Regions from separate parts of the Nomascus leucogenys genome. Here region 1 is linked to region 2. Evidence: chromatin contacts called from public Hi-C data. All regions are on one chromosome and are shown on one strand. Each heading gives the region's core, a stretch centred on a gene start, on an enhancer-like site or on the middle of the called end of the contact. The rest is flanking DNA. Distances are from core to core; before and after follow the strand shown.

Region 1 (3,009 bases), core at 478-2,977, 190 kb before region 2:
TCTCTGAGCTATCCCATCCAATAATTTGTTTTGTTGCTTAAGGTAGCCAATAAGTCTTTGTTGCTTATAATAATAAAAAAAAAAAACCTTCATGCAGTACTTTTAAATGTTTGGGAGAAATAACTTTGAAACAAATAGATACGTTTGTACACACTGGAAAAACTGCAAATATCTGTTCTTCTGGTGGAAATTATTTCAATATTTGTGTCTATTTGGCTTCATCTACCAGGAGGCACCAGTGATATATTAAGAAAAGGATCCTGGATGTGACTGCATGACTCTCTAGATACGTCACATCACCTTCCTGACCTTAATTTTCTCATCTATAAATAACTTGACTAAGTTATCCAAGGTCCCTTCCAGCCTGAAAATCCCGTAATTCCATGGTTGTCTCTTTCCAAGGGCTTCCGTGTCAAAGGAGAGTTCAGGGTTTTCTCTCTTCCTCTGTCAAGTCAGAGGGGCCCCGTGGATAAGGTAGAAGTTACAGTGCTACCACCAGCAGAAGACAGTGCTGGTTTCAGGGGAAATGAATAAGCAGGCACAGAGAGGAACACTTGGTTTTAAAAATTCTGTCAGTTTAGAAGTAGGGAGTAGCAAAACCAGCCTCAAACACAGAGGTCCAATTGTCTCTTCAGTTTGCACAGCTATACCCAGTGTCTGATACAGAACGCCCTGGTGTGTGTCCACTCCCTGGATTGCCTGGGGAGCTGGCCCGATCATATTGCCATCTGCCATCACATTGCATTACACTTAGGATGTAATAATACAGCCACTCCACACTCAGAGCGGGAGAGGAAGACTGAACACACTGCTAGGATTTATAGTGAGAATGGAAGAAAGGATAGCCACATAAGAGAAAGCCATTACAATCAAGAGTTTTTCCAAACCTTATTCTTTTTGCTCAGCTAGCATATCCACTTTTCTTAACAGATGGGCAAAGTGTATTCTAAACAAGGAAAGAAGGGGTTTAAAGGCTTACAAGATCATGGGCTTGCTGCCTACCACTGGGGTCACCCAGACATACTCTAAGAAATATGTGTATTAGTGCTGGTTTGACTGCTCCCTCATTTTGTCATTTCACTAAATCTCACGGGACCCACGGGGGAAGTAATTGCCTTCTGGACTCACTCAAGCACAAAAGCATCCCTGATAGCTGTGAGCAGCCCAGCTAGGGCTGGTAAGCATTTTTTTGTTTGTCTAAATAAAACATTCTTTTCTTTATATTTTGTCTGCTAGAATTCTGGCCCTTTTAGAAATTCATGTCCTAGCTGGATCTTCAGTCTGATTGAAGGCCACTTTTCTTTCCCATCCCCCAGTCCCAGAGCCAAATTCTGAACATGAGATATTATGACTGACAGGCCTTGCACAGGGTAGCTGGAGTCATAAAATTAACCTCTCAGTGTATTGTCCATGATTGGCCATAAACTGGCCCTTTAACCTACATCGAGGGCAGTGTGAGAAAGATGTCTCTTCAGAAGCCATCTAGAAATGAATCACTTCCAGCACCACAGCTAATATGTTAATGAGTCCCCAAAGAATATAAATTCAGAAGCTGCCCTGAAAAGCTGCTTAGCAGCTCAGCTGAGAAGAATAATCCCTAGTTTTATGGAAGATGTGTGATAATGAGAGGATGAAAAAGACAGAGTGAACTGGGTCACTATAAGCATTACTTACCTTGCTCAATTATTTTTACTTTTCTGGTCCCACTCCCCCTCCATCACCACTCCCATCACACAACAAAAACAAGCACTTCATACAGGATGTGGAACTTTGATCTCAGCTTTTTCACAACTGTATGTTTGTTTTCACAGAAGAGGAACCACCACCCACCTGAGTTTTTGTCGGGCAGTCGGTTTATCCTCCACACAATGGAGTTGAAGGCATGCTCGTACTTGGCAGTTCCCAGAGTTACTCTCATGACAGGCTCAGAGCCAGAAACACTAGTGGAGCCAAAACTTGCCCCCCGGTTCACTTTGGCTTTCAAAGACTTTTCCCCCAGGACACTTTCCCTGCGGAAGTTTTTCACCCACTCAATGGGCACAGGGTAACGGATCATCACATTCTCACAGGGAACCTGAGTGAGGGGGTCACGATTGGCGGAGAAGCCAGTTGACATCCTCAGCCAGCTCTGCACCTCCACCTCTGCCCCATTGACACTTGCGGCCGTCCTGAGTGTGAAAGGCAAGGTCTTCTCAGCAAACACTGTCCTAAACCGCATTAGCTCAAACCGGCACGCATCCAAAGGGTTGAACAGAATGACCCGTGAGTTGTGGAAAACATCCTCATCCACACACCCGTGGAAACGGCACTCATGGAGCTTGATCCACTTTGTGGTGGTGGTGGGCATGATGTCTTGCCTCAAAACTATTTCATTCCCTTTGACGAGGATGTCATTGAGGCCCAGGCGGCACTCTGCAAGCCCAGACAGGAAACTCAGGATGTGGATCCGCGTCAAGACATGGTGCTGGAGAATCTGGTTGTCTCCTTTGCTCACAATGCCAGAGAATTCATCTCTGACATCCACTGTAATCTCCTCTTCAAGGTAGTTCAGGCCAACTGTGCTCAAGTCCATTGACAACACTGGCAGATCCATGAGACGGTCCTGAACTGCATGGATGAAACTCAGGAAGTCATCGTAATTGGTGGTGCCCAGCTTAATCACCTGTTCCCTCTCTGCTGTGTGGGCCACAGCAGGTTTGGGCTGGTATTTCTTCTTCTCCTTATAGGTGACACGGTCTATCCGCAAGCTGTGGATTCTGCCATTCTCATCATAGTTTTGAAGCCGGGGTTCTGAAATCTCATGACACATCTCCAGCTTGAACTCACGGAATGGTTTTTCTAGGCCCTGCTCATAATACAGCTGCAGGTAACCAGTGTCTGTCAGTTTGATGTAGATCGGTCCCCAGTGCCTGGACGACATGATGTTTTTCTTCTCAGGGATCCTCAACATCATTGGCCACCCATCACGAGGCTGGGACCGTGATGATCCAGGTGGGTGAGCATCTAGTT
Region 2 (3,311 bases), core at 481-2,980:
CCAGGCTGGTCTCAAACCCCTGACCTCAAGTGATCTGCCCGCCTCGGCCTCCCAAAGTGCTGGGATTATAGGCGTGAGCCACTGCGCCTGGCCTTGAACTGCATTTCTTAACTTTTTTTTTTTTTTTTTGAGACAGAGTCTCACTCTGTCTTGGCCTCCCAAAGTGCTAGGATTATAGGCATGAGCCACCGCGCCCAGCCTCTCAACTTTTAAAAAAGAATTCTTCTAAGGAGCCCTTTTAGACTTTTTCCCCTCCTAATTGTCCTTCTCCTCCCCACTGTGTATAAAACTTTAATACCACAAGTATACTGTCTATCTGTTTATGTTTATACATAAAGCTGTTTATAGATCCTCTTGGAGGATGACAAACCATTGTAATATCTAAGACTTCTTCACACCCTCCCAGGAGCCCATTCTCTCCTCCTTGGGGCCACATCGCTCCGATTGACCACTCATGGTTTAGGATGACTGCGCTAGTTTCCTAGGCTTATTGTAACAGATTACACCACAAACTTGGTGCCTTAAAACAGCAGAAACTTACTCTGTCATAGTTCTGGGGTCCAGAAGGTCAAAATCGAGGTGTCTGCAGGGCTGTGCTACCTCCAGAGGCCCTAAAAGGGAACTTGCCTGACCTCTTCTGGCTCCTAGTGGCTCCTGGCATGGCTTGTGGCAGCTGAACTCCGATCTCTGCCTCCATCTTCACAAAGCATTTTCCTCTGCTCTGTGTCTTCTCCTTTTCTGTGTGTCAAATCTCCCTCTGCCTTTCTCATATAAGGACAGCTGTTGGCCGGGCGTGGTGGCTCACGCCTGTAATCCCAGCATTTTGGGAGGCCGAGGCAGGTGGATCACGAGGTCAGGAGTTCAAGACCAGCCTGGCCAAGATGGTGAAACCCCGTCTCTACAGAAAATACAAAAGTTAGCCTGGCGTGGTGGCAGGTGCTTGTAATCCCAGCTACTCCAGAGGCTGAGGCAGAGAATTGCTTGAACCCAGGAGGTGGAGGTTGCAGTGAGCCAAGATAGCACCACTGCACTCCAGCCTGGGAGACAGAGTGAGACTCCCTCTCAAAAAAAAAATAAATAAATAAATAAAAAATAAAAATAAAAAAATAAGGACACCTGTCACTGGATTTTGGGCCCACACTGATAATCTAGAATATCTCAGCTGGCGATCTTTAACGTTTTCCAAGTAAGGCCACACACAGGTGCCAGTGGCTAAGACATCTCTTTATGGAAGCCATCATTTAGTCACGATGATGACGAAAATATTTCTAGAGGCAGGGGGTGCATCACTTGCTGACAGAGGAATGTCACATTCATTCTTCAGCGACATCAGCCAGAAAGCTCTGTGTACATGTCACAACTCACACTGCTGGCCTAGTGTACTTTTTAACATTTTGTGATGTTTCTAGTAGTTACAGTGATTTTCTTCCAGGAAATCTGGGGAGCACTTGTCCCTCAGATTTTGCCTACCCCAGAAAAGACGTCTGAAAAACTTCGAAAAACCCAGAAAGTTTTATCGCCTAAACTTTGCCTCAGATGTAGCCCTTTTGTGCCCTCTAGTAGAAATTATGGTAACTGCAGCCATACTTTTCCGAGGAACCGGTAGTCGCAGATTTAAAAAGATTAGTGAGACATAGGTTGCGTTTCAACCCAAAAAAGGAGCTCGGACCGTCTATACTATGATCCAATCCAATGTACTGTGCATCTTTGAGAGAAGCAATGCTAAACAGAGCAAAAGGAGACTGCCTGAGTTGTGGATTCGGTTCTTCTCTACCCCGCACTTCCTTTTTACAGAAACAAAAGAAGTGGAGGCTGCTTGGGGGAGGAAGACAGAATGACGACAGCTGTGTCTTCCAGCCATAAAATCCTAAGAAGGGGGTACAGCGCTTTCCTTAAAGAGATATTGAAACGTCTTGATTTTCACTTTTTAATTGTACTTTGGCCAGAGTATCACTACTTGGTAACACTTTCATTTATTTATTATTTATTTTTTTGAGACAGAGTCTCACTCTGTCGCCCAGGCTGGAGTGCAGTGGCACGATCTTGTTTCACCACAACCTCCGCCTCCTGGGTTCAAGCAGTTCTCTGCCTCAGCCTCCCAAGTAGCTGGGATTACAGGCGCACACCATTACGCCCTTCTATTTATTTTTATTTTTATTTTTAGTAGAGATGGGGTTTCACCATGTTGGCCAGGCTGGTCTTGAACTCCTGACCTCATGATTCACCCGCCTTGGCCTCCCAAAGTGTTGGGATTACAGGCGTGAGCCACCTCGCCCACCCGGTAACACTTTTAAGAAAATCTAAGCAAATCCTCCAACTATATTTCTTGCAATTTCTCATCATTGTGATCTCATGACAGCGTCAACCTACTGGAGGAAGAAAGACATGCGTGGAAAGGCCATGCCCCGTGTAAGAATATTCACGCCCAACGGCATCTCCAGGTAGCATTCGTGGAAGAGTTAGCCCCCAGCTCCATCACAGTGCCCTTCCTTCCTGGCACAAGGCCTTGGCCTTAATACGCATTCAGGCGGTGTTGAGTGGAATTGCCACACTGTAGGGAGGAGGGCGGGGACTGCCTTGGTTTCTTTTCAGCGGTGGCTTAAGTACTCAGTGTTTCCTGCTTTTGGGATTGCAAAGGGCTTTGTCACTTCAGTGGATTGCCTTCAATGTAGAGCCCTCCTGACCCAATTTCTGGAGCACAGCCACCCCACTGCGGGGTAGAAATTGTCATCCCTGGGCCCCCCATGGGCCATGAAAGCACCTGCCAGACATACTCACTTTCTTTTCCCTCCTTGAAGCTGTTTTTCTAGGAGAGATTTCTCCTGCTTTCTTGGGAATAGGGAGAAGTGATTGGGTAAAGAGTTCAGAGAAATCCTACATGAAGTAGCTAGTTAAGTACACAGTGCCACATAAGTCGTTCAAGTACATTTGTATTTAGGCAGGTTTTCACCAGCGATGACTCTGGATCTTCACCATCTTTCAGAATGTTATTTCTACTGGAAAGTCCATCTGCTCATTCAAATTCAAATATATGTACATATGTGCATTACAATATATATATGCATAAATATATGTATAACTATATATATGTATAAATACATGTATATGTATGTGTGTGTGTATATATATATATATATAGAGAGAGAGAGAGAGAGAGAGAGAGGAGGCCAGCCGTGGTGGCTCACGCCTGTAATTCCAGCACTTTGGGAGGCTGAGGTGGGCGGGTCACTTGAGGTCAGGAGTTTGAGACCAGCCTGGCCAACATGGAAAAACCCCGTCTCCACTAAAAATACAAAAATTAGCCAGGCATG

Evidence for each region. Hi-C and Micro-C count contacts between places; a contact is called where the count stands out from the background.
Region 1: a Hi-C map of a lymphoblastoid cell line shows a contact between it and region 2, with 3 times the contacts expected there. The contact joins two enhancer-like sites. A contact is called at or near these places in 2 of 4 Hi-C or Micro-C datasets (both in a lymphoblastoid cell line).

Annotation. Positions count from the first base shown.
Region 1 is chr22a:24,343,514-24,346,522 of Asia_NLE_v1, reverse strand. It overlaps STON2 (stonin-2), which reads right to left. Exons shown (of 8, transcript XM_030804175.1): 6 at 1,831-3,009. Among named protein-coding and RNA genes, the nearest start is that of GTF2A1, 48 kb to the left of the region's middle. Within about 2 kb of position 1,727, the one cell type or tissue checked has an H3K27ac peak away from gene starts, as active enhancers do. A contact at or near this core is called in a lymphoblastoid cell line, where this site is marked.
Region 2 is chr22a:24,154,315-24,157,625 of Asia_NLE_v1, reverse strand. No RefSeq gene overlaps it. Among named protein-coding and RNA genes, the nearest start is that of STON2, 26 kb to the left of the region's middle. Within about 2 kb of position 1,730, the one cell type or tissue checked has an H3K27ac peak away from gene starts, as active enhancers do. A contact at or near this core is called in a lymphoblastoid cell line, where this site is marked.